Linked DNA regions of Mus musculus: all the other regions are linked to region 7. Evidence: chromatin contacts called from public ChIA-PET and HiChIP or PLAC-seq data. All regions are on one chromosome and are shown on one strand. Each heading gives the region's core, a stretch centred on a gene start, on an enhancer-like site or on the middle of the called end of the contact. The rest is flanking DNA. Distances are from core to core; before and after follow the strand shown.

Evidence for each region. ChIA-PET counts read pairs in DNA pulled down with a chosen protein or histone mark. HiChIP or PLAC-seq counts read pairs in DNA pulled down with a chosen protein or histone mark.
Region 1: a contact with region 7 is called in an H3K4me3 HiChIP or PLAC-seq map of neural tube, with 4 times the contacts expected there. The contact joins the promoter of Scpep1 here to the promoter of Mrps23 in region 7. A contact is called at or near these places in 2 of 39 promoter capture datasets (cranial neural crest and macrophages), 3 of 484 Hi-C or Micro-C datasets (cerebellar granule neurons, cortical neurons and lens fibers), 12 of 115 datasets of contacts at active chromatin or transcription factors (bone marrow-derived dendritic cells, bone marrow-derived macrophages, craniofacial prominence and 7 more) and 2 of 9 other capture datasets (liver and macrophages).
Region 2: a FOXA1 HiChIP or PLAC-seq map of pancreatic cancer cells shows a contact between it and region 7. The contact joins the enhancer-like site here to the promoter of Mrps23 in region 7. A contact is called at or near these places in 16 of 39 promoter capture datasets (the 3T3-L1 cell line, 3T3-L1-derived adipocytes, the C10 cell line and 10 more), 2 of 484 Hi-C or Micro-C datasets (B cells and embryonic stem cells), 19 of 115 datasets of contacts at active chromatin or transcription factors (bone marrow-derived macrophages, embryonic basal ganglia, embryonic forebrain and 13 more) and 1 of 9 other capture datasets (liver).
Region 3: a contact with region 7 is called in an H3K4me3 HiChIP or PLAC-seq map of embryonic basal ganglia, with 7 times the contacts expected there. The contact joins the enhancer-like site here to the promoter of Mrps23 in region 7. A contact is called at or near these places in 15 of 39 promoter capture datasets (the C10 cell line, the HPC-7 cell line, HPC-7-derived erythroid cells and 12 more), 7 of 484 Hi-C or Micro-C datasets (bone marrow-derived macrophages, cerebellar granule neurons, embryonic fibroblasts and 2 more), 18 of 115 datasets of contacts at active chromatin or transcription factors (the 230-238 cell line, the SCID.adh cell line, bone marrow-derived macrophages and 12 more) and 1 of 9 other capture datasets (adipose tissue).
Region 4: an H3K4me3 HiChIP or PLAC-seq map of forebrain shows a contact between it and region 7, with 5 times the contacts expected there. The contact joins the promoter of Coil here to the promoter of Mrps23 in region 7. A contact is called at or near these places in 10 of 39 promoter capture datasets (the 3T3-L1 cell line, the C10 cell line, cranial neural crest and 6 more), 1 of 15 datasets of contacts at CTCF or cohesin (large pre-B cells), 1 of 484 Hi-C or Micro-C datasets (cumulus cells), 14 of 115 datasets of contacts at active chromatin or transcription factors (T-cell acute lymphoblastic leukemia, astrocytes, bone marrow-derived dendritic cells and 9 more) and 2 of 9 other capture datasets (liver and pancreatic islet).
Region 5: an RNA polymerase II ChIA-PET map of memory CD8 T cells shows a contact between it and region 7, with 11 read pairs. The contact joins the promoter of Mtmr4 here to the promoter of Mrps23 in region 7. A contact is called at or near these places in 3 of 39 promoter capture datasets (hippocampal neurons and liver) and 2 of 115 datasets of contacts at active chromatin or transcription factors (embryonic limb bud and memory CD8 T cells).
Region 6: an H3K4me3 HiChIP or PLAC-seq map of embryonic stem cells shows a contact between it and region 7, with 4 times the contacts expected there. The contact joins the enhancer-like site here to the promoter of Mrps23 in region 7. A contact is called at or near these places in 4 of 39 promoter capture datasets (the HPC-7 cell line, cranial neural crest, frontonasal cranial neural crest and 1 more), 1 of 15 datasets of contacts at CTCF or cohesin (large pre-B cells), 2 of 484 Hi-C or Micro-C datasets (cortical neurons and lens fibers), 6 of 115 datasets of contacts at active chromatin or transcription factors (bone marrow-derived macrophages, embryonic basal ganglia, embryonic stem cells and 2 more) and 2 of 9 other capture datasets (embryonic stem cells and macrophages).

What each region holds. Positions count from the first base shown.
Region 1 is chr11:88,954,128-88,956,873 of GRCm38.p6, forward strand. It overlaps Scpep1 (serine carboxypeptidase 1), which reads right to left and starts at 1,315. Exons shown (of 13, transcript NM_029023.3): 1 at 1,167-1,315. The coding sequence starts at 1,242.
Region 2 is chr11:88,872,136-88,875,017 of GRCm38.p6, forward strand. The region is part of intron 3 of 4930556N13Rik (RIKEN cDNA 4930556N13 gene); the gene reads left to right. Among named protein-coding and RNA genes, the nearest start is that of Akap1, 9.0 kb to the left of the region's middle. Within about 2 kb of position 1,271, at least 32 of the 459 cell types and tissues checked have an H3K27ac peak or open chromatin away from gene starts, as enhancers often do. A contact at or near this core is called in liver and pancreatic cancer cells, where this site is marked.
Region 3 is chr11:88,802,013-88,804,946 of GRCm38.p6, forward strand. No RefSeq gene overlaps it. Among named protein-coding and RNA genes, the nearest start is that of 4930556N13Rik, 48 kb to the right of the region's middle. Within about 2 kb of position 1,394, at least 20 of the 459 cell types and tissues checked have an H3K27ac peak or open chromatin away from gene starts, as enhancers often do. A contact at or near this core is called in muscle stem cells, where this site is marked.
Region 4 is chr11:88,972,442-88,975,605 of GRCm38.p6, forward strand. It overlaps Coil (coilin), which reads left to right and starts at 1,494. Exons shown (of 7, transcript NM_016706.2): 1 at 1,494-1,761. The coding sequence starts at 1,508. It also overlaps the pseudogene 2210409E12Rik.
Region 5 is chr11:87,590,815-87,593,891 of GRCm38.p6, forward strand. It overlaps Mtmr4 (myotubularin related protein 4), which reads left to right and starts at 1,352. Exons shown (of 19, transcript NM_133215.2): 1 at 1,352-1,436; 2 at 2,575-2,619. The coding sequence starts at 2,617.
Region 6 is chr11:88,930,574-88,933,473 of GRCm38.p6, forward strand. Scpep1 (serine carboxypeptidase 1) reads right to left here. Exons shown (of 13, transcript NM_029023.3): 10 at 2,875-2,900. It overlaps Scpep1os (serine carboxypeptidase 1, opposite strand), which reads left to right. Exons shown (of 5, transcript NR_045955.1): 4 at 1,715-1,814. Among named protein-coding and RNA genes, the nearest start is that of Scpep1, 23 kb to the right of the region's middle. Within about 2 kb of position 1,353, at least 12 of the 459 cell types and tissues checked have an H3K27ac peak or open chromatin away from gene starts, as enhancers often do. A contact at or near this core is called in embryonic stem cells, where this site is marked.
Region 7 is chr11:88,203,100-88,205,994 of GRCm38.p6, forward strand. Mrps23 (mitochondrial ribosomal protein S23) reads left to right here and starts at 1,289. Exons shown (of 5, transcript NM_024174.6): 1 at 1,289-1,386; 2 at 2,090-2,260. The coding sequence starts at 1,343.

The sequences.
Region 1 (2,746 bases), core at 65-2,564, 750 kb after region 7:
CTCACAACTATCTGCACAGCTACAGTGTACTCATATACATAAAATAAATAAATCTTTGAAAAAAAAAAAAAGACTGAAAATCAGGGGTGGTGAGATGACTCAGGAGATAAAAGACAGTGGCCACCAAGCCTGGCACCCTTAGTTCAGTCACAGGGAGCTACATCATAGAAAAACTGACTTCTCCGTGTTGTCCTCTGACTACACACACACACACACACCCTTTGACACTCACAAAACAAATTAAAAAAGAAAGAAAGAAAGAAAGAAATTAAATTAAAAGGCTGGAAAGATGGCTCAGCTGGTAAGATCACTTTCTCACTGTCTTGCTCTTCCAGAGGACCTGGGTTTAATTCCCAGAATTCACATGGCAGCTCACAACTTCTGTACCTTCGCTTTCCTGAGATCCAAAGCCCTCTTCTGACTTCTCAGAGCACCAGGCATACAAGTAGTACACAGACAGACATGGAGGCAAGACAAAATATATTTTTTTCCTTTAATAAAGTGAGAGTTAATCCAGACACTTGGTAGGTAAGAGTCCGAGGCCAGCCTAGTCTATGGAGAGAGTTCCAGGACAGCCAAGGCTACACAGAAAAAAACCTGTCTGGAAAAACAAACAAAAAGAAAAAAAGGAAAAAAACGAGAAGAAAAGAAAGAAAGAAAATGTGCCAATTTGCAAGTCATTCCACAAAACAAAATTCTTTTTTGCCCAAAAATAGGCCAGAGCAGTCAGCTGATATTTTGTCTCTTCTAAACCAGCAGAGGTGGCAGGCTTTGTTTCAAAGCAAGGATTTGTAGAGGTCTCTTTGGCCTCCAATCTCAGCTCAATCAAATGACCCTAAAACGTCACTAGGCAGCTAACCACAGGAGAAAGGGGAGGTGGCCTTTAGACCGTGAAGTCTCACTCATCAGCAATTTCCTGAAACCATACGTTTCTGTACAAACACTTCCATCTCCAGGAATCACCCTGCATCAGGAAGGGGCAGGAAAAGGCACTTTGAATTAAGACACAAATAAAAATTAAGAGGTTCAGAAACAATATAAATTTCTCAAGGGAAGAAGCGGGAGAAAGAAATGTGTTTTAAAAAAAAGAAAAAGAAAAACGCGAACGCATCAACAAATTCGAGAAGGAGGCACCCACCGTTGGTGCGTCTTTCTCACGAACCTACCCGCGCTGAAGCCCAGTAAGAACGATAGGAGCAGCAGCCACAGTCGCACGAGACAGATCCGCCGCGAGAGCTCCATGATGAAAACCCCGCCGCAACATCAGCAACAGGCAGGAGCCAAAGGCCATCGCGTGACGGCTTGCGCGGGGACTGGGCGGAGTCAGGGGCGGAGCCTAAGTGGGCCCTGACACTCCTAAGGATTCCGCGCTCCCTCTGCCGGTCGGACCCACCCAGGACCTCCTACAAAGGGCTCTCGAGGGAGGTGCTACAAAGGAGGCAGTTAATATGTCATCTGACCTTGGTTACTAAGTAGGGAAGAATTGAGAAAACTACAACTGGATAACCACCATCCCCTCAGCCCGGCCCGTGTTTGTCTTCTCCGACAAAAGGCTTATGTTTTATCTTTTAAGACTTGTTTTTATTATTTTATGTGCATATGTGTGTATGAATGTATATGCCACATGTGTGGGTTTATGCAGAAGGAGTGGGTTTCTCTGGAGCTAGGGTTACAGGGCTTTTTGAGTGGCCGGTGCAGATGCTGGGAACTGAATTTGAGTCCTCTGGAAAACCAACAAGTGCTCTTAAATTACTGAGCCATCTCCATAGTCTCAGGCCTAGAATTTTAAAAAATTGCATCTGAAAAGATGAAGTCAGATTAAAGCACGAACCAGCAGGTCTTTTAAGACTAGAGCTGGGCAGTGGTGGCGCACACCTTTAATTTCAGCTCTTGGGAGGCAAAGTCAGGTGGATTTCTGAGTTCCAAGCCAGCCTGGTTTACAGAGTGAGTTCAAGGACAGCCAGGGCTACACAGAGAAACCCTGTCTCAAAAAAAAAAAAAAAAAAAAAAAAAAAAAAAAACAGAAAGAAAGAAAGAAAAAGAGAGAGAGAGAGAGAGAGAGAGAGAGAGAGAGAGAGAAAGAAAGAAAGAAAGAAAGAAAGAAAAGAAGAGAGAAAGAAAGAGTCTAGATTCTATTTTCAGAAACCCATTACTTTGAAGTGGTGGCTCAGGGGTTAAGGGCATTGTTGCTCTTCCAAAGGACCCAAGTTTGGTTCCCAAGACCCACATGGTGGCGTACAGATTCAGAACTCCACATCTCATGATCCAGGGGATCTGGCACTTCCTCAAGCATACATATGATGCATATATAAGCCTGCAGGCAAAACGCTCACATAGATAAAGTGAATCGAAAATATTATTATCAAATCACATGTGTCATTAATATACTAGTAATTCATAAAAAATTACTATATAGATCCTATAACTTTTGGTTATGTATTTTAAACACAGCAAAAAAAAAGTGGACTTTTTCTCTCTTGATAGCATGGTCAACATCACTGTGTGTGATATACTATCTTCAAAGCAGTTATTTAAAAGAAGGTATCAAGGGCTTGTGGAGAGGAATTTGAAGAAAACATGGACTGCAGAGGTGTGTGTGTATGATATGTCTGTCTGAAGATAAATTTTTATTTTACGGAATATTTTAGGGGTACTGAGTCACCTCACAGAGCCAAGCAACAGCAAGAGCTACCTGGAAGTGACTTTTGTCTCTGCAAACTTTGTTTTAAGATAACAAACTCACAAA
Region 2 (2,882 bases), core at 21-2,520, 670 kb after region 7:
CTAAAACAACTAACTCCAAGGCATTTATGCTATGTTAGATATTATGAGATATCTAGAAATGGTTTAAGGTACACGTGAGGGTTCTCGCCTTCTCAGTAAGGTAATGTGACTGATAAAATGGAACCACCATCTCTTCCATCTATCATGGGATAATGGGCTACATCTGTAGTAGTACTGGCCACCAGTGCGTGAAACCTCAGGGATTATGCCAGGGAGAGGGTGCTCTATAGATCTGTTCAATCTCTGAGGAAGCAATTTAGTAATCATTAACTAGAGTCATTAAAAAAACCCAGTTCCTATCCTTTGACCCAATAACCAGCTTCCCACAAAACTACCCAAGGGAACTGACTCAAAAGAAAATCCAAATCCACTTATGTTCAACAACTTGTTGCTGTTTTTCTTTATGAGAACTGAAAAATAAAGTCACAGCTGAAAGGCCCACCAATAGGGACCTGGTTAGCTAAATTATGGTACAGGTAAATACTCTTGATGGACTATTTAGCAATTTCTGTCACTATATGGCTGCATGAAAAAATTTAAAAGTATCAAAGTGCTTAGTGTCAAATTTTAAAGGTCTTTACACATAATTAAGAATAGAGCCACAGAAATAATATGTTAGTACTTGGACAACTGATTTGGAATTACTAGTTTTCCTTTTAAATATTCCTTATTGTTATTTTTAAACCAAAATCAGAAAAAAAAATTAGGCAAGGGGCATATTAAAAAATGGTTTAGTGGGGTTGGGGATGAGTTCAAAGTGTTTGCTTAGCCTATTCAAGGCTCTGATGTGATCTCCAGCACAGAGGGGTGGGGAGAAAAAAAGAAATGGCTTATTAAAAACAAAAAACAAAAAACAAAAAAACCCAAAAACAAAAAAACAGAGGGGTGGCTCACACCTTTAATTCCAGTAGTCAGAAGGCATAGATACTTGGATCTCTGTGAGTTCCAGGACAGCCAAGACTACACAGAGAGACCTTGTCTTAATAAAACCAAAACTAAAAAACCGGTAGGATAGATCTCAGTTAGTAAGCGTCCACCTAGAGTGCAGGAAGTCCTGAGTCGGTTCCCAGTACCCCGTACACTGGGCGTGGTGACGAGCACCTGTGATCCAAGCACTTGAGAGCTTGAGGCAGGAGGATAAGGATTTCAAGGTCATTCTGACCTACTGAGGAAATTTTAGTTCAAGCGATGCTACCTGAGACTTGGGGAAAATGGGGGAGGGCAAGGAGGGAGAGAAGACAAAGGAGAGGGTCAGCGCCGGCGGAGTGGGTGGCAGAGCGGCGTGCAGAGGGCAGTTAGAGCCACATCTGAGCTTCTCACTGCAGACTCAGAGGGTTGCAGGTGAGACAAACCTGTATTTATTCCACACGTAAGTCGGACGCACCGCAGGGTGAGATCTACTGAGGGGGGCACTCAGCTTTAATCCCCTCAGATAATCTCCAGAGTAAATACTCTCTGGTCAGAAACTGCCCCGCAAGGAAAACATAAGTAATCGTAACTCCGCCCCCCATAGAACCCGAGCCTGCTCCTGGGGATTTTACGTTTCTCGTTTGTTGTGTTCTGTATGATTTGTAGGTTTTTATAATATATAATGCAGAACAAGACAGGACAGCTTTCCAGACGCACGTGTGGTTCTGTACCATGTAAGGAAATAACAACCTGGCAAGAAGAGCTGGCAGCCTCGGCTGAGGGGGAGAAGCGCAAGCAGAAGGAAGTCGCATTTCCATCTTAGTAGACGGTGCTGATGGGATTATGAGCCTGTCTCCCACTGTGAGCAGCTGTGACCCTCCCTTTCCTGAGGGATAGGAGCGCTAGGATGCCTTTTCTTTCATTTTCTCTGGAAATGAGGGAATTAGGGTAACAGGGAAGTTACCGGTTTAAAAACTTTTTAAAAAAAGATTTATTATTTATTATATGTAAGTACACTGTAGCTGTCTCAGTCACACCAGAAGACAGCATCAGATTTTGTTATGGATGGTTGTGAACCACCATGTGGTTGCTGGGATTTGAACTCAGAACCTTCGGAAGAGCAGTCGGCGCTCTTAACCACTGAGCCATCTTGCCAGCCCCTTAAAAACTTATTATGTAACTTATACATAAAATTTGTCTATATTGGATTAGGGGTTTAGCTCAGTAAAGTTCTTGCCTGGTATGTGCAAGACTCTGAGATAGATCTTCAGCGCTGGGAAAAAAAAAAGTATCTATGGATGTCTTGTGATGTTAGCAGCCATTAAAAACTAAAAAACAGATTTTGGCTGGGGATATAGCTCAGTGGTAGAGTGCTTGCCCAGCATGCATGCACACAGTCCTAGACTGAATCCCCAGACTTCAACTATAAATAGAAGGAAAGGGGCTGGTGAGATGGCTCAGTGGTTAAGAGCACCGACTGTTCTTCTGAAGGTCCTGAGTTCAAATCCCAGCAACCACATGATGGCTCACAACCATCCGTAACGAGATCTGACGCTCTCTTCTGGAGTGTCTGAAGACAGTGACAGTGTACTTACATATAGTAAATAAGTAAATAAATAAATAGAAGGAAAGAAAGAGAAAACAGAGGAAGAGAAGGGAAAGGTAGGAAGGAAAGAGATGGGGGAAAAGGAAAGAAAGAGGAAGGCTGAGAATAGAAACAGAGGTGTGTGGGGAGGGTGCATACCAGAAAGGACACACTTGGTGGTGGAGGTGGGGTGTGGGGGACGATAGAAGCTGAAGGATCAGAAGTTCAGGGCTAGCCTCAGCTTACATTGGATCCTGTTTCAAAAACACCAAACCAAGTAAGAAATAGTAAAAGCTAAGCAGATCTTTGTTCGACGCACCTTAGCCTCTGAGAATATTTTGAAGTTGATAGTAGATGCTTTCAGCAAAGTCTAAGATTCGCTGATCAG
Region 3 (2,934 bases), core at 144-2,643, 600 kb after region 7:
CAAGCAGTGTTCTTCCACGGTTCCTGTCTGACTTCCTCAAAGGTGGGCCGTGTCCCGGGAATGGAATTTGAAATAAACCCTTTTCTCCACAAATGCTTGTGGTCATAGTGTCTATCACAGTAACAGAAAATCAAAGTAGAACAAAAATGAAGTCAAAAAAAAAAAAAAAAAAGCCAAAGTCAGAGAATGGATGTCTCATGTAGCCCTTAGCAACTAGACAAAGGCCATAGCCAGAGAATGGATGCCTCGTGTAGCCCTTAGGCCCAAGTCAAAGGTTATAGTTAGCAAATGGGTGTTTCATGTAGCCCTTAACTACCAGCCAAAGACCATAGCCCCATAGCCAGAGAGCAGGTGTCTCATGTATCCCTTAGACCCAAGTCAAAGGCCATAGTCAGAGAGTAGATGTCTCATGGAGCCCTTCACTGGCACTCTTGGTCCACCTGCCTCTAATTTTGTGCACTGAAATTATAAGTGATCATCGCCAGGCCCTTCCGGCTCTTCTTTTTTCAATGGCAAAGGCAGGGAGGCTGTCCCCCTTCACCTTTGCACAGGGCCCTCTGTCTTCTGACAGGCTAGCAGTTGCCAGATGGTGCGTCTGAGGGGTACAGAGCTGGAGAAGGCTCTCCATCTTGTCCTGGTGCGCGGCCTTGGCCTCCACCACCTGACCATTGTTGATGAGGATTTGCTCCTGGGACTTCATCCTGCTGATTCACCTCCTCCGAGGGCTCCTCGCGCTCTGACTGCATGGCCGGTGACCAGGCAGCTGACCAGATGCACACCAGGTGGTGCGGGATCGGAAGCACACCACCCATATTTCACCAGTGGTATAATTGACAAGGGTCACCACAGGAGAGCTTCAGAGGAATAGAGGCCAGGGACACAGATTGCTGCTTGGGTTGCTAGTGGAATGGCTGCCCAGCCTCTCTTCTCCTCTGCAGAAAGCTTTCTCCCCCCACAAAGCCTCAAAGTCCGGCTTTACCTTCATCACCCTCCATTACCATGAACCAAGGACAAGTTTCCATCCCTGGAACGTGCAAATCTTTGAAAACAAACATAGGTGGGCGACAAAGTCAAGTATCCCTGACTCATCTCTGTCCCTCACTGACCACAGGCTGGCCTTAAACTTCTCATCCTTGGCCTGGCTGTCCTAAAACTCACTTTGAAGACCAGGCTGGCCTTAAATTCACTTGAGATCTGCCTTCCTCTGTCTCCCAAGTGCCAGGATTAAAGGCGGCGGCGGCGGCAGCGGCGCCACCACCACTGGATGGCTTAGACTCCGTCTTTAACAACCTCAGTTTTCTCAGTTGATTAGCGGGCATGGTGAAGCCTATTTTCCAAGTGAGTGTTGGCTGTGATTATCCCCACCTGCTCCTGACTGTAACAGACTCACGGAACTGCGGCATCGCGAGCTCTCTACAGCCAGCGGTGCACAGAGGGTTAAGGATTCAGAACTGAGCCTCTCCAACAGAGGAGAAAATAGAGCCACTTCCGGTGCACTTGAAGGACAGATTGCTGGGGATGGAATTGCAATCGGGTCTCGGAGTGGGAGAAGTGATTGCTGCCCTCATTAATATTACTGCTGGCGAGGGCTGCGTGGGACTCAATCAGGTAATTGAGGTCCCAAATTTCGTTTTTTATCCAGATGCGAGATTAATCGAAGTGGCTTCTTCAAATGAATTCTTCGGAGCTTTCGTTGTAAGCACGACGTCCTCTGGAGTTGTTGTTAACGTTTCAGACCTGAGCAATCGGGAAGCGAAGGCCTATTGTCCGGTTTAGCTAGTGTAAATGTTAGGACGGTCAAGGTCAGGGCATCACTGTACAGCTGTCAGCTCTGGTTTGACTCCAGGGACTCTTTGACCATGTGAACCCCTGGACAGCCACTCTGAGATGATGTCACAAGTCATGACCACGGTGATGATGGGAGGCAATTAACTTTGGTCATTCTGGACAGAGCAATAAAAACTAACTGCAAATCAGAACTAACCAACTACCACCACCTCCTGATGGTGATCAGGGAGGGGCAATGATGTCCATCTGTGATAAATATTTACATATTCATCATGCACACTACCCTTGTGTCTCTTCCGTTCCTACCAGGTACACGCCTTACAGTTAAGAATGGTACACAAGCCGGGCATGGTGGACACACCTTTAATCCCAGCACTCGGGAGGCAGAGGCAGGTGGATTTCTGAGTTCGAGGCCAGCCTGGTCTACAGAGTGAGTTCCAGGACAGCCAGGGCTACACAGAGAAACCCTGTCTCGAAAAAAGCAAAAAAAAAAAAAAAAAAAAAAGAATGGTGCACAAAGTGTTTTGCTAAGTACTGGTCACTCTGCTGAAAGACTGAAGGTCAGGAAATAGTTGTGGAAACCCCTTTATCTATGGTCAGGTGCATGGCACTAGTGCCTAGTGGCTAAGTCTGGGGTGTTGCAGAACCCCTTGATTTGGGAGGTCTGAGGAGTCTTGGATAACTGGTATCAGAATTGAATTTGATTGTTGGACACTCCTTTGGTGTTTCAGAATTGGAGAAGGGACTTGTAAATTCTCTCAGGGTTTCCACATAGGAATACTATAAATCCATTGTTAGATTTTTTTTTCTCTTAGTATCTTTGTGCTTTTGTGACACCACTGTAACTAATATGGATTTGGAAAAAAAATCCGTGTGTACACACACACACACTGGTCAAAGGAGTCAGTTCTCTCTTGCTGTCTTATGAAATTCAGCTCATTAGACCTGTGCACAAGTGTCTCTAGCCACTGAGCAATCTTATTGGCCCAATAGTAAGTTTTAAAATTCACTTCCCAACTGTTTATTGTTGGTGCGTGGGAAGCTAGTCATTGTATTATCTTCTGTTGAGGTCCTTGTTAGCCGACTTAATACTTGTAGCTGATATTTAGATATTTAGTTTGTTTTTGGACTTTTTAGATTTGTTTT
Region 4 (3,164 bases), core at 244-2,743, 770 kb after region 7:
CAATATGCATAAGGTGGGGCAAAGACCAGCATTAGACTAATGAATTCAGATTAACAACACCCTAAGAGGCCTCCTGCAGGTGCAGATATCCAATTGAAACCAGCCTTTCCTGTCAGGGTCAGAGAAACTCAGCCCCAGAGCAATGAAAAGACTTAAAGTCTGTTGTTGACACTTCTCAGGTCCAGTGAGGTGCATGGAGTCACAAGCAGACACAGGGTTGTTTGTGTTTCTTGTGATCCGACACAAGAAGACCACCATCTTCACTGATGCCAAGGAGTCAAGCACGGTGTGGGAGCTCAAGCGCATCATTGAGGGCATCATGAAGAGGCCTCCTGAGGAGCAGCTGCTGTTCAAGGACAACCAGCTCCTTGATGAGATGAAAACTCTGAGGGAATGTGGCTTCACTTTTCAGGTAGCAAGGCCAGAGACCCCAGCCACAGTGGGCCTGGCCTTCAGAACAGGAGATGTCTTTGAAGGCCTGGAGATCCACCCCTAATCTTTTCCTCCACCTCTTCCAGACGTGAGGAAGGATTCTGGAAACAGTGCTAAGGAACAAGATGTGCAGTGAGGGCCCCACAGCCAATTCCTAGAGACCTAGAGACCCATTCTCTAGTTGAAAATAAATAAATAAATTGGCTGTCTTTTAAAATAAATATTAAATAACCCTAAAAGCACAAATACTGCTCTCGCGTCATACTGTATTCTACCTCTCGACTGGAGGTGGCCAGCAGCCAGCAGCCAGCAGCAGCCATCCCTGAGGAGAAAGGAACAAAGCTAGAACAGGGCGTCCGTAGGGGATGATTCCCTCTGGGATGATAGGGCCTGCTACAGGCAGGACTGGTCGGGAACAGCAGGCTCTGGAGTGAATGGTGTGGTTCCTGAGTGTCTTCTCTGGGTACCTAGGCACCACCTGGAGTGTCTGAAGACAACTACAGTGTAACTTATATATAATAAATAAATCTTTTAAAGAAAATCTTCCTATTTATTTAGCTTTCTGACTCTCTGGACCGTCAACACTTTCAGAATACTGTTCTGCCTCAAGATGAGGAAAGCACTTGATCTGGTCAGGGACAGAGGACACACTGAACTCCCTGAGGCCCCCAAGGACGTGTGTGTGTGAGTTTTAAACAGTCTTATGAGAACTTTAAGTCTCGCATCACGAGAATGTCTCATTTTCTGCTTGGACACGCACCACAATTTGGTGCTTTCCTGACCTTTTTGGTAGAAAAGTAAAAACCTATTACAGGGGTTCGAGTCAGGCTTGCTGCTTATTAATTTTATAGATTTTTGGTTTGTTTCTGTTTAATTACACGAACCGATATCGTAGCAGCTATCCTGACAGTCAACTTGCATGTATGTTCAGCCCTGAGAAAGAATGGGGAGCTCGCGAGGGGAGCCTTACAGACCTACTTGCGCCCCCAGGCGGCGCACGCTAGCTGCTGCTGGGGGCGGGCCGCCGGACCACGCCGCTGCGAAAGCCCTTGGAACCTCTCGGCTTCCGTCGAGCATGAGCAAGATGGCAGCCTCCGAGACGGTTAGGCTACGGCTTCAATTTGACTACCCGCCGCCGGCCACTCCACACTGCACGGTCTTCTGGCTTCTGGTGGACCTGAACAGATGTCGAGTTGTCACGGATCTCATCAGTCTCATCCGCCAGCGCTTCGGCTTCAGTTCCGGGGCGCTCCTGGGCCTCTATCTGGAAGGGGGGCTGCTGCCCCCTGCCGAGAGCGCGCGCCTGGTGAGAGACAACGACAGCCTCAGGTGCGCGGGAGCGCGCGGGGGTGGGGGTGGGGGCGCGCGGCTCGGGGTGCGGGTGCGGGTGGGGGGCGCTTGCTGGACCGCAGGATGCAGGATCCGGGTAGCGAGCTAGCCAGCTGCGGAAAGGCAGGTTCGCGAGATCCTGAGTGGTCCAGCCCAGGATGGAGCATCCTTCCCCGGGTTCCCCGGGACGCTTCTCATTTCAGGGGGACTAAACTTGGAGCAGCTCCGGTGCTCAAGAGCAGGGCCAGTACTCACTCTGCCAGGCTCTGTGTGCAGTGTGCATGGCGCAAATATGCCACAGACCCGCCTTCTCTGGGCTGCACTTGCAGGCAGGAAGCAGAGATGTTTTCTGAGTAATGTATGGAATGGCCCACCTTAGCGCCTTGGCAGTGTCCACTTCTGGTGGATTTCTGTGTCTCATTCAGGTGTCATTGGGTCCCATCCAATTGGTATCGGAATGCGTTTCACGTGTCACACAGAAGGCTGTGTGTTTCAGTAGCTTGACTGCTTGCATCTCAAAGCCCTAGATTTGATTCCCAGCTGGCTAACCAGGAATCCCTGCACTGAGGAGGTGAAGACAGACAGGAGGATCAGGAGTTCAAAGTATCCTTGGCTACATAGGTCAGCCTGGCATATGTGAGAGCTGTTTAAAAAAGAAAAAAGGTAAAATCAGGCTGGGCGTGGTGGCGCTCGCCTTTACTCTCAGTAGTCGGGAGGCAGAGGCAGGTGGATTTCTGAGTTTGAGGTCAGCCTAGTCTGCAGAGTGAGTTCCAGGACAGCCAGGGCTACACAGAGAAACCCTGTCTTGGAAAACAAAAGAAACAAATGTGAGACAGAGAGAGAGAGAGAGAGAGAGAGAGAGAGAGGCCCGAGTGGAGGTGGCGTACACCTTGTATCCTAACTCTCAGAAGGCAGAGGCAGGCAGATCTCTGAATTTGAAGCCACCCTCGTGAGGGCTGGGTAGAGAAACCTGTCTCAAAACAACAAGAAGGAGAATTTAATCGTTGTCACTGAAGTGAGTATCCAGGAGCGACTACAGTGTGACTAGTTGGCAGGTGGCTTAGTTGTCTCAGATGGCGGGCTGATGCGATTGGTCATACCAGTTGGCATACATACTGATATAGTCTATGGTCCCACCACTTCCAACCACACCTCTAAGCTTCCGCTGCGGTGAGTTAAATTTGGAATTATAGGCCTGGCGTGGTGGTGCACGCCTTTAATCCCAGCACTTGGGAGGCAGAGGCAGGTGGATTTCTGAGTTCGAGGCCAGCCTGGTCTACAAAGTGAGTTCCAGGACAGCCAGGGCTATACAGAGAAACCATGTCTCGAAAAACCAAAAAAAAAAAAAAAAAAAAAACCCAAAAAAATGGAATTATAAAGCAGGCTATTTCTTGCTTGCCTTT
Region 5 (3,077 bases), core at 102-2,601, 610 kb before region 7:
CCTGGCAACCTCTGATTTCCGCCTTTCCCCAGATTTGGGTAAATAGATATGCAGAATTAAGCTCCAAATTCCAGGAAGCTTGTGGTACAGTGCTGAACAAATTCTGAAGGTCCTGTAATTAGAGTGCTGGGACATAGGGAAAAACAAAATGCCATAGTCTCCAAGGAGCTCAGTATCACGCATGCGCTAGGTTAGACCCGGGTTCTAGACCCTGTAACTAAAACAGTGAACTCAGGAGAGATTTCTGTTTTCCTATGACTTAGTAACTGTAAGTACTTCAGAAACCAAGACGTGAGGACACTAGCCTAGGATCTCAGGGCCTAGACCCACTCCAGGACTCGGACTATCCGCCGAGAATAGGACTCTTTGCCACTTCAGTTTGGTTAGTAGTGGCGCGGATCACGGAGACCTCCAGCGTTACTGGTGACCTGCGTCCCGGTGCTGGCTCCAGGCGCTTCAGTCTTGTCCCTCTACCCCTTTTACAGACTAAGAAGCCGCAGCTAGCTAATGGCAGTCAGACCCAGTTTTTCTCTCTTGGCTGAGAGACTCTGGACTGGCGGCAATGCAGGTCTCGAAGGACGGCAAGGTTGGTCGGTCGTTAACAACCAGTCCAGATACGCAAAGGGAACCGCCAGCGCTGCCAGTCCGAGAGCTCCTTCCTCCCAGGCCTTCTAGGAGGGTCTTTCACGTTTTCCATTCCTGTGGCTTCAGCAGTTCCCGAACCCAGCTCTTCTCTTTCGCAGACAAAAAAAAAAAAAAAAAATCCAGGATTTTCTTTTCCATCGACCGGGCGACGAAACACGAGAGTGATGGAACCGAGAGTTTGGGAAGGGACCTTCCCCTTTCCTAGCCGGCATGCTACCCTTCCTTTCTCGCATTACTGGAGCAAAACAGAAACACCACTGGGTTAAAACGCTGAGCCACCGCGAGGTCATTTGCGAACTACCTCTCGGGCGGGGTCGTCACCGGAAGTGACTGCTACCATTCCCTGCAATGTCCCGCCCCCCAGTTGCGCTACCAGTAGGCGACGGGCGGCCGTACTTCCTGTCCCCGGAGCCCTAGGCTGCGACCCCTCTTACTCCTCTCCCATTGGCTGCCAGAGGGACGCGCTGTGATTTCCTATTGGTCGTGTCTGCTCTCTGGCGCCAAGCCTCCTCCCTCCGGGTACTGTCTGGTCTCCGGGTGCCGGATAGGTTACAAGCTGAGAGGGCGTCTGCCCACTGGACCAGTGAGCAGCGTGGAGAGTGAGGGCGGCGGCTGCGTGGTGAGGCAGGGCGGGACTTCGCGTGGCTATTGGCCAGGGCGGGTAGAGGCTAGAGATACGATTGGTTGGGGACAAGGGACCGTGGTGGGGTTCGAGCTGCGCGGCCTCAGCAGCTGCGGGAGACGGAAGTGGTGAGAGCGCGGCTTTGGAGGGTCGGGCGGACGCCGCCTGGGTGAGTCACTGTACCCCGTGCACTGCCAGCCTGGGAACCACAACGACCAAGTCCTGCCCGGCCCTCGCCGGCTCTCTTGAGTCCCGCCCTCTGTCATTTGGGGCTCCGCCTCCGAGGCCTTGGCCCCGCCCCTAAAACCTGGGCACCTGGATCTCCTGGCTGCTTAGCCCATCCTCCCCCACCCCCCACCCTAAGACCAGAGTCCCTAACTGTGAGAACCCTGGGCCTCCTAGGCCTGGTCCTTGTCGCTCCCTTCCTCTCTCTGTTTCTCAGGCCGCGAGCCAGGGAGCCGTGAGGCAGCACCTCCGGCTGGCCGCTTGCGGGCTCCCCCGTGAGGGAGGGAAGGTTGGTAGGATCACAATGGAGGCTTTAATCGCCGTAGCCTCCTATGGGGCTCTGCTGCACACCCCTCGAGCATACCAAACATGAAGGAGTGTCGGTGAAATTCAGACCTGGCTCCCTAAGTGGGCCCAGGAGGCCTTAACTTGAAATCCTTGTTAATTCGACCCATTTGACAGATGTTGTCTCCCAGGCCGGACTGGCCTAATTCTGCTCCTGTTGTGTGGCCTCCTCCCTCAAACCTTCACCTACTTGGTCTCAAGTATGCTCAGCAGGACCGGGCCAACCCTGCTGCTCTTTTATCACAGGTTGTGGTCCTCTCCCTCTTGTCCTCTGCTCTGGACTCTGCCCCCAGTAACAGGTCAGGTGGGTGCTACTCCTAGACTCAGAGACTGGCCGAACTGCCCTGTGGATTCATGCCCCTACCAGGGCCAAAAGTGAGTCCCAGTTGGGCAGTCTTTGTCTCTTCAGAGTTGGAATTTCTTCTCTTTTGTAGAGAGCAGGGTTTGGAGTGCTCTACTGCTGGGTGTGGGGATCAGAACGTTTGAGTTCTGCTGAGTAAGCTAGGATGATACTTAGCCTTGCTCAGGAACTTTTGTGGTGGAATTCTCACCGGGCAGGGTCACTTGTTGCTTCTTCCATTGCCTGACTGGTGTGGTGACTTTTTGAGACGCCGGATCCTCTGTGGTGGAGGAAAATGAGTTGCAGAGAAGTTCAGGGGTAGACCCGTGTGACAATCGTTGATTCTATGGTGATGTTAATGACCGTGCACTTTCCTCTTGTGTTCTGTCTCCTTTAGTGACGAGCAGGAGCAGGCAGCCAGGACCCTCGCCAAGGTAGAATGGTGAGTAGCTCCTTTTCCCTCATACCACTGTGTGTCTCATCCTCCAGTCTGACTCAGGGAAGCTGCCCCACCTCTCTTGGCCCTAGTGCCCCTGGTTACTCTGTTCACTTCCTAAACAGGCTCATTTGCCCTGATGCTTTTTTTTTTTTTTTTTTTTGGATGGGCAGTGTTGTTTTGAGACAGGTTCTTGCTGTAGAGTTTTGGTTAGCCTGGTACTAGACATGTAGCCCATGCCAGCCTTGAACTTGTGGGCAATCCCTCTTTCTCCCTCCATCTCCTAAGTGTTAAGATTGCAGGTGAATGCAGTGTGGGGCCTTGTACATGATAGGCAAGTACTCTAACACTGAGCTATGTATCTAGCTTATGGTTTCTTAGGATTGAAAAAAATATATATCGGGCACTATATAGCACTGGGCTCAGCAGCTTGTAGTTTTTCTCGGTGTTAGGCCGTCCCTTCT
Region 6 (2,900 bases), core at 103-2,602, 730 kb after region 7:
TTTTTTATCAATCAATAAAGAACCAACAGCTACTGGCCACTTCCTAAATTGGGCCTGGGGTAGCAGGGGAAGGTTTAGGAGCCAGGAATACTGGAGGGAAATCTATGCTAGCTGGTCAGAGGAGTAGAACTGCCCAGCCTTTGAGCAAGTCAAGGCACATTAATATTGACTGGCTGGTGATCACGCATGAGTCTTTTATTTGAGAATCCAAATAGCTCTTGGGCAGGTACGCACATTCAACCAGCCAGGAGCCAAACAGGTGTAGCTAAACTCACCCCTACACCTAGGAAGCAATGCTGAGTGACAGGTGCTCCACAGAGGGACCAACTGGCCAGCAAGAAGGAAATAAAAATAGTGCACACTGTCCCTTTGCTTGGGAGCGCGTGCTGATGGTACGTGCCATGTGCAACGAGGAGCTAAAATCTGCAGAAGGAAACAGAGAGGCAGAGGCCCAGAAAGCTTTCAGCTGTTCCACTCGGAAATAAACTGCTTTGCACCAGAGTGCTAAGTGGTACCAAGGCCAGAAAACAAAACAAAACAACCCAGCAAGTATCTGGGATACACCATTGGGGAGGTGGCCAAGCCACCAGTTGGAAGAGTAGATTACGGGTTACCCCCCAGTAATTGTCAAAGCCAAGTAAAAATAACCATAGTTTGAGTCTCATTGATTTGTATGCTAGTCAGGGATATGCTTAAAGTATTGTAGACATTTTAAATCCTAATGTGGGGCTTTCTATCCCGTCTGTGACCATTTAGTTCCTGGATAAAAGACGCATATAGCTGGGCAGTGATGGCGCACACCTTTGATCCTAGCACTTGAGAGGCAAAGGCAGGCAGGTTTCTGAGTTTGAGGCCAGCCTGGTCTACAGAGTGAGTACCAGGACAGCCAGGGCTACACAGAGAAACTCTGTCTTGAAAAACAAAACAAAACAAAACAAAACAAGACACACACAACCTTTATATTTATAATAAGCCTCAATTAGCACAAGAGCTGGTCAAATATCTACCCTCTATGTTATTAGAATCTACTTCCCTATCGATAACCCCAAGTTATTTGTTACTATGTTTCATTGGGGCTGCTCTCCCTCAGGGCCACATTTTCATGACTCATTTAACCCATGGTGGCTTTTCCTCCACTTCTTTTACCTTTTGTGGTCTCCTTCAAATCCCCAGGCCCTGGAACCCTAAATCCCACCTACATCTCTTCTGCCCAGCTATTTATTGGCTGTCAACATCTTTATTTACCAATCAGAAATACCGTGGGGGCAAGGTCACATAGCATTAGGTCACCTAGGTCTACTTGCAAACTCTCTTCTCTCTGGCATCAGTACTAGCATTAGCATATAAACAGCATCAGGCCAGCCCACTACAATGCAGATTGTGATAGAGTAACCCACGACCCCCTAACGAAGTCAAGACAGAGGTCAAAACAAAGCCCTCAGCAGCTACACGGAAGAAAGGGGACTCCTTGACCCGGTAGTCCTGGGGTATCTTGGATGTAAACCAAACAAATGCTACCCTGCTTGTTCAAAGATCCCCAAGGGACTAAGTAGGAACTTATCCAAGGTTTCTGCTGGATTTGGCCTCCAAAGACCCAAGTATTTCCACATGGTGACCTTCAGAGCAAAACACACATGGCAAACCCTATCTAGCACCTTACATGTAACCATTTTTTTAGATCATAATTTTAAAACTTCTGTTTATTTACTGATAGGTGGGCAGGGGACAGATGCACGCCGTGGTGCACGCTGTGGCGCATGCATAGAGGCCAGAGGATGGATAACTTCAGAGAGTCAGTTCTCTCCTTCCAGCACGTGAGTCCCGGAGACTGAGCTTAGCTCATCAGGCCTGATGGCGAGCACCCTCAACCACTGGGCCCCATTGGGCCTCTCCCCGGCCCTTTATTATTATTTATTTATTTATTTTTGGTTTTTCGAGACAGGGTTTCTCTGTGTAGCCCTGGCTGTCCTGGACAACTCACTTTGTAGACCAGGCTGGCCTCGAACTCAGAAATTCACCTGCCTCTGCCTCCCAAGTGCTGGGGATTAAAGGCGTGCGCCACCATGCCCAGATTTTTTTTTTTTTTTTAAGAGACACTTTTTGCTAAATTGCCCAGACTGGCCTCAAACTTGTGACGCTCCTATCAGCCTCCTTGGTTCTGGGATTTCCAGCCATGTACTACCATGCCCTACTCTTTTGTTTAGTTTTTCTTTTCTTTTCTTTTTTTTTTATAAAGGGGATTTATTTATTTATTTATTTATTTATTTATTAATTATATGTAAGTACACTGTAGCTGTCTTCAGACACAGAAGAGGGCGTCAGATCTTGTTACTGATGGTTGTGAGCCACCATGTGGTTGCTGGGATTTGAACTCTAGACCTTCGGAAGAGCAGTCGGGTGCTCTTACCCACTGAGCCATCTCACCAGCCCTTGTTTAGTTTTTCGAGACAGGGTTTCTGTGTAGCCCTGGCTGTCCTGGAACTCACTTTGTAGACCAGGCTGGCCTTGAACTCAGAAATCCACCTGCCTCTGCCTCCCAAGTGCTGGGATTAAAGGTGAGCACCACCATGCCCAGCTCTACCATGCCCTACTCTTATTTTGTCAATGTGTCACAAAGGTAAGGGGTGTAATAGTCCTTATGCAACCAATCCTACAACCAATCACACGCCACGTCTCCCCCCACCCACTTCTCCGCCAGCTCCTTATTCTAAATCCCTTTTGCCACATCGCTGCCGATTCTACATCTGCGGCAGGTGGTTAAGATCATTTTACTTATAAACCGAGGAAACCCAGCCTGCAGATTAAGGGCTCCGAATCTGCACACATCCCCCTCCCTCCCCCTACAAACGGCACCTGATTAGGGCGCTTTCGTACCTCCCCAGGAGATATCCTCAGGGATA
Region 7 (2,895 bases), core at 39-2,538:
AAAGGCGTGTGCTAACATCCTCTACTACTTTTCATTCGATGAAATATTTGTTGTTGCTCTTCTGTTTTTTGTTTTTTTATTTTTCTTAGACAGCATCTCACTGTGTAGCCCTGGCTGTCCTGCAACTTGATCTGTACATCACCAGACTGGCCTCAAACTCAGAGATCGTCCGCCTCTGTCTCCTGAGTTCTGGGATTAAAGGTATGACCCACCACCTCCTGATCATATGATGAATTTTAATTAATTTCATGTGTATCAGTATTTTGCACGAACGTAAGCCTGTACACCACATACATGCCTGGTACCTGCAGTGTTCAGAAGAGAACATCAAATCTCCAGGGACTAGAGTGACAGGTGGTTATGTCACCCTGTGTGTGCTAGAACTCGAATCTGGGTCCTCTGGAAGAGCAGTCAGTGCTCTTAACTGATGAACTCTTTCTCCAGCCCGATGTTTTGTTTTTGTTGTTGTTGTTGTTTTTTTTTAAATCTTGTCACTACGATCAACCATGATGTTCTTCGCACAAATACCCTGATGAAATTTCTAAGGGGTGCTTCTCCAACGGATATTCCTCCAAACCCATACTTTGAACAGTTGAACAATGACAGACTACGTTCCCCCAGATTTTTATTTTCTTCCTCCGAATGCATTCATTCTGGGCTTTTACTTCTTAAAACTCCAGCGCTAGCGGGCGGGCGAGGGACGCCTCCAGCGGAGGAACTACTACTTACAGGCAGCTTTCCACTGAGCCTGAAAACAGACTGCTCTGCTGAGCCCCGCTTAAGGCGCAAAAGGCCGAGGAAGGAGGCCTGGAGGCTCGTGTCACTTGGAAAAGTTACTTCGCCCCTATTTGGGTCTCAGTTTCTGAGTAGTGTGAGTGGCTAAGATTAGGCTTAGTCGAGCCTGGTGTCCTCAAATGTCATATTGGCTAGCTGTTCCTGACTGTAGGATGTGCTGCATCCCGGCGAGCTCCACACTATTCCCTCCACCCTGCCAGAGAGGAGGAAGCTTTGCAAAGTTAGAGAGAAGAAAGCAGGCGCCACACTCCACCTTTCCCCAGGACCGGTCGTTTGCTACTCTTGCGCAGCTTTGGCGCGCTCCCGCTCTTTTGGCTCGGGAATCGATTATTCGTATCTGACCACCCCACCCCACCCCCACCCACCCGGACGCAGGACCTGAGGGCTCCTGCTCAGCCCATCGTTTGCTTCTGCCTGGTTCCGCCGTCCGGATGACGTCGAGGCGGGACTGTCATCCTCGGCTCGGCCAGCCGCTTGTTCCCCCTTGGCTTGCTTGCTGCCGCTTCCGCTTCCGGTAACAGCCCGAGGCTTTCTAGCCCAAGTGGCCATGGCGGGGAGCCGGCTGGAGACGGTGGGGAGCGTGTTCTCCCGGTGCGTGCTCCGAGTTGGGCGAGGGCAGAGTTCCTAGCGGGTCACGACCCTCCTGGCATATCCTTAGGGGATGCGGTTGCGGGTGTCCGAGCCAGGTGATGCCCTTGGCACGGAATCGGTGTGGTTTGTCTCTGTCCCCTTGGATTTCTGTCCTGTCAGATTGTGCTCGCCACCCCATTTCGGTGGAGACCTTCTACAGTAAAGAAGCTGAAGGGCCTGACTGGACAGGTCTTGCTTTTTCACTATGGAACGGTGGGTGGGACCCGTGCAAGAAGATGGAAGCTGTGTGTCGTGGCTCGCGCGCGTAGTCTCGGCACTTAGGAGGCGAGGCAGGAGGATTGCCACAAGACCGGGGCCAACCTGGCTTCGTAGCAAGGCTACTGGTGGACTTCTGTCAAAACAAAAAGCCTGCGTGGACACGCTGTAATCCTAGCTCTAGGGAAGTGCAGGGAGGCACTAAATTCAAGGTCATCCTTGGCCACACTCTTTAGTTTAAGTCTAGCCTAGGCTACATGAGAGCTAACCAACTGGACTTAACACTGTGGCCATGCTAGGTTGCTGTGTGTATTGGCCGTGCCTCCTTTAGGCGGGAGGCCCATTTCAGCTCACCCCTACCAGGCTGCTCTTTCCTTCGTTTAAGTTGATTCAGAGACTTTACAACCCTGTGGTAACCGACTGACCTTGGTTCTGTTCCCTTTCTAAGGACGAGGGATCTGATGCGGGCCGGGGTGTTGAAAGAGAAGCCACTGTGGTATGACATATATAAGGCCTTTCCACCCCTGAGAGAGCCTGTCTTCCGAAGGCCCCGCTTGCGATACGGCAAAGCCAAAGCTGACATCCAGGACATCTTTTACCAGGAGGATCAGATTCGAGCGTAAGTGTCTATCCCCTATAGTGAGCAGGGTGCCGCAGACCTTCAGAGAGGAAGGCTCATGTAGAAGTCTGCCAACCAGACCACCAGAAGAGGATATCAGATCGCATTACAGATGGTTGTGAGCCACCATGTGATTGCTGGGAATTGAACTCAGGATCTCTGGAAGAGCAGTCAGTGCTCTTAACCACTGAGCCATCTCTCCAGCCCAGAAACAGAAGTTCTAAGAAGTGGAATCTGGAGACTAAACTGACAAAGTTGCAGATAAAGTGTTTGTTAACTGGCCTCTGTTCTGTATGAGGTACTTGATCAGCCCTTGACAAACATCAGCTCATAGACTTTATTACTCTAACCCTGTCCGCGAAGGCAGGTATCATTGCCTCTGTGTTATTCAAGAGAACTATCAGGTTCAAGGAGGTTAACCACCATGGCCACCCCAGAGGGCGGTGGATCTGAGAATCACGTCTGGCTCCACACTTAAGCTGCTGCTATCACAGTAGCTTCTTTGGAAGCGGAAATAGGTGGAATATGGTCTGAGGATTTAATGTCTAACAGTTATTGAAGCCGCCCTGGAAAGGATGCTCAGAAGTTGAAAGCACTTACAGTAACCATGACTAGAAATCTGAAGGAAAGTGCTT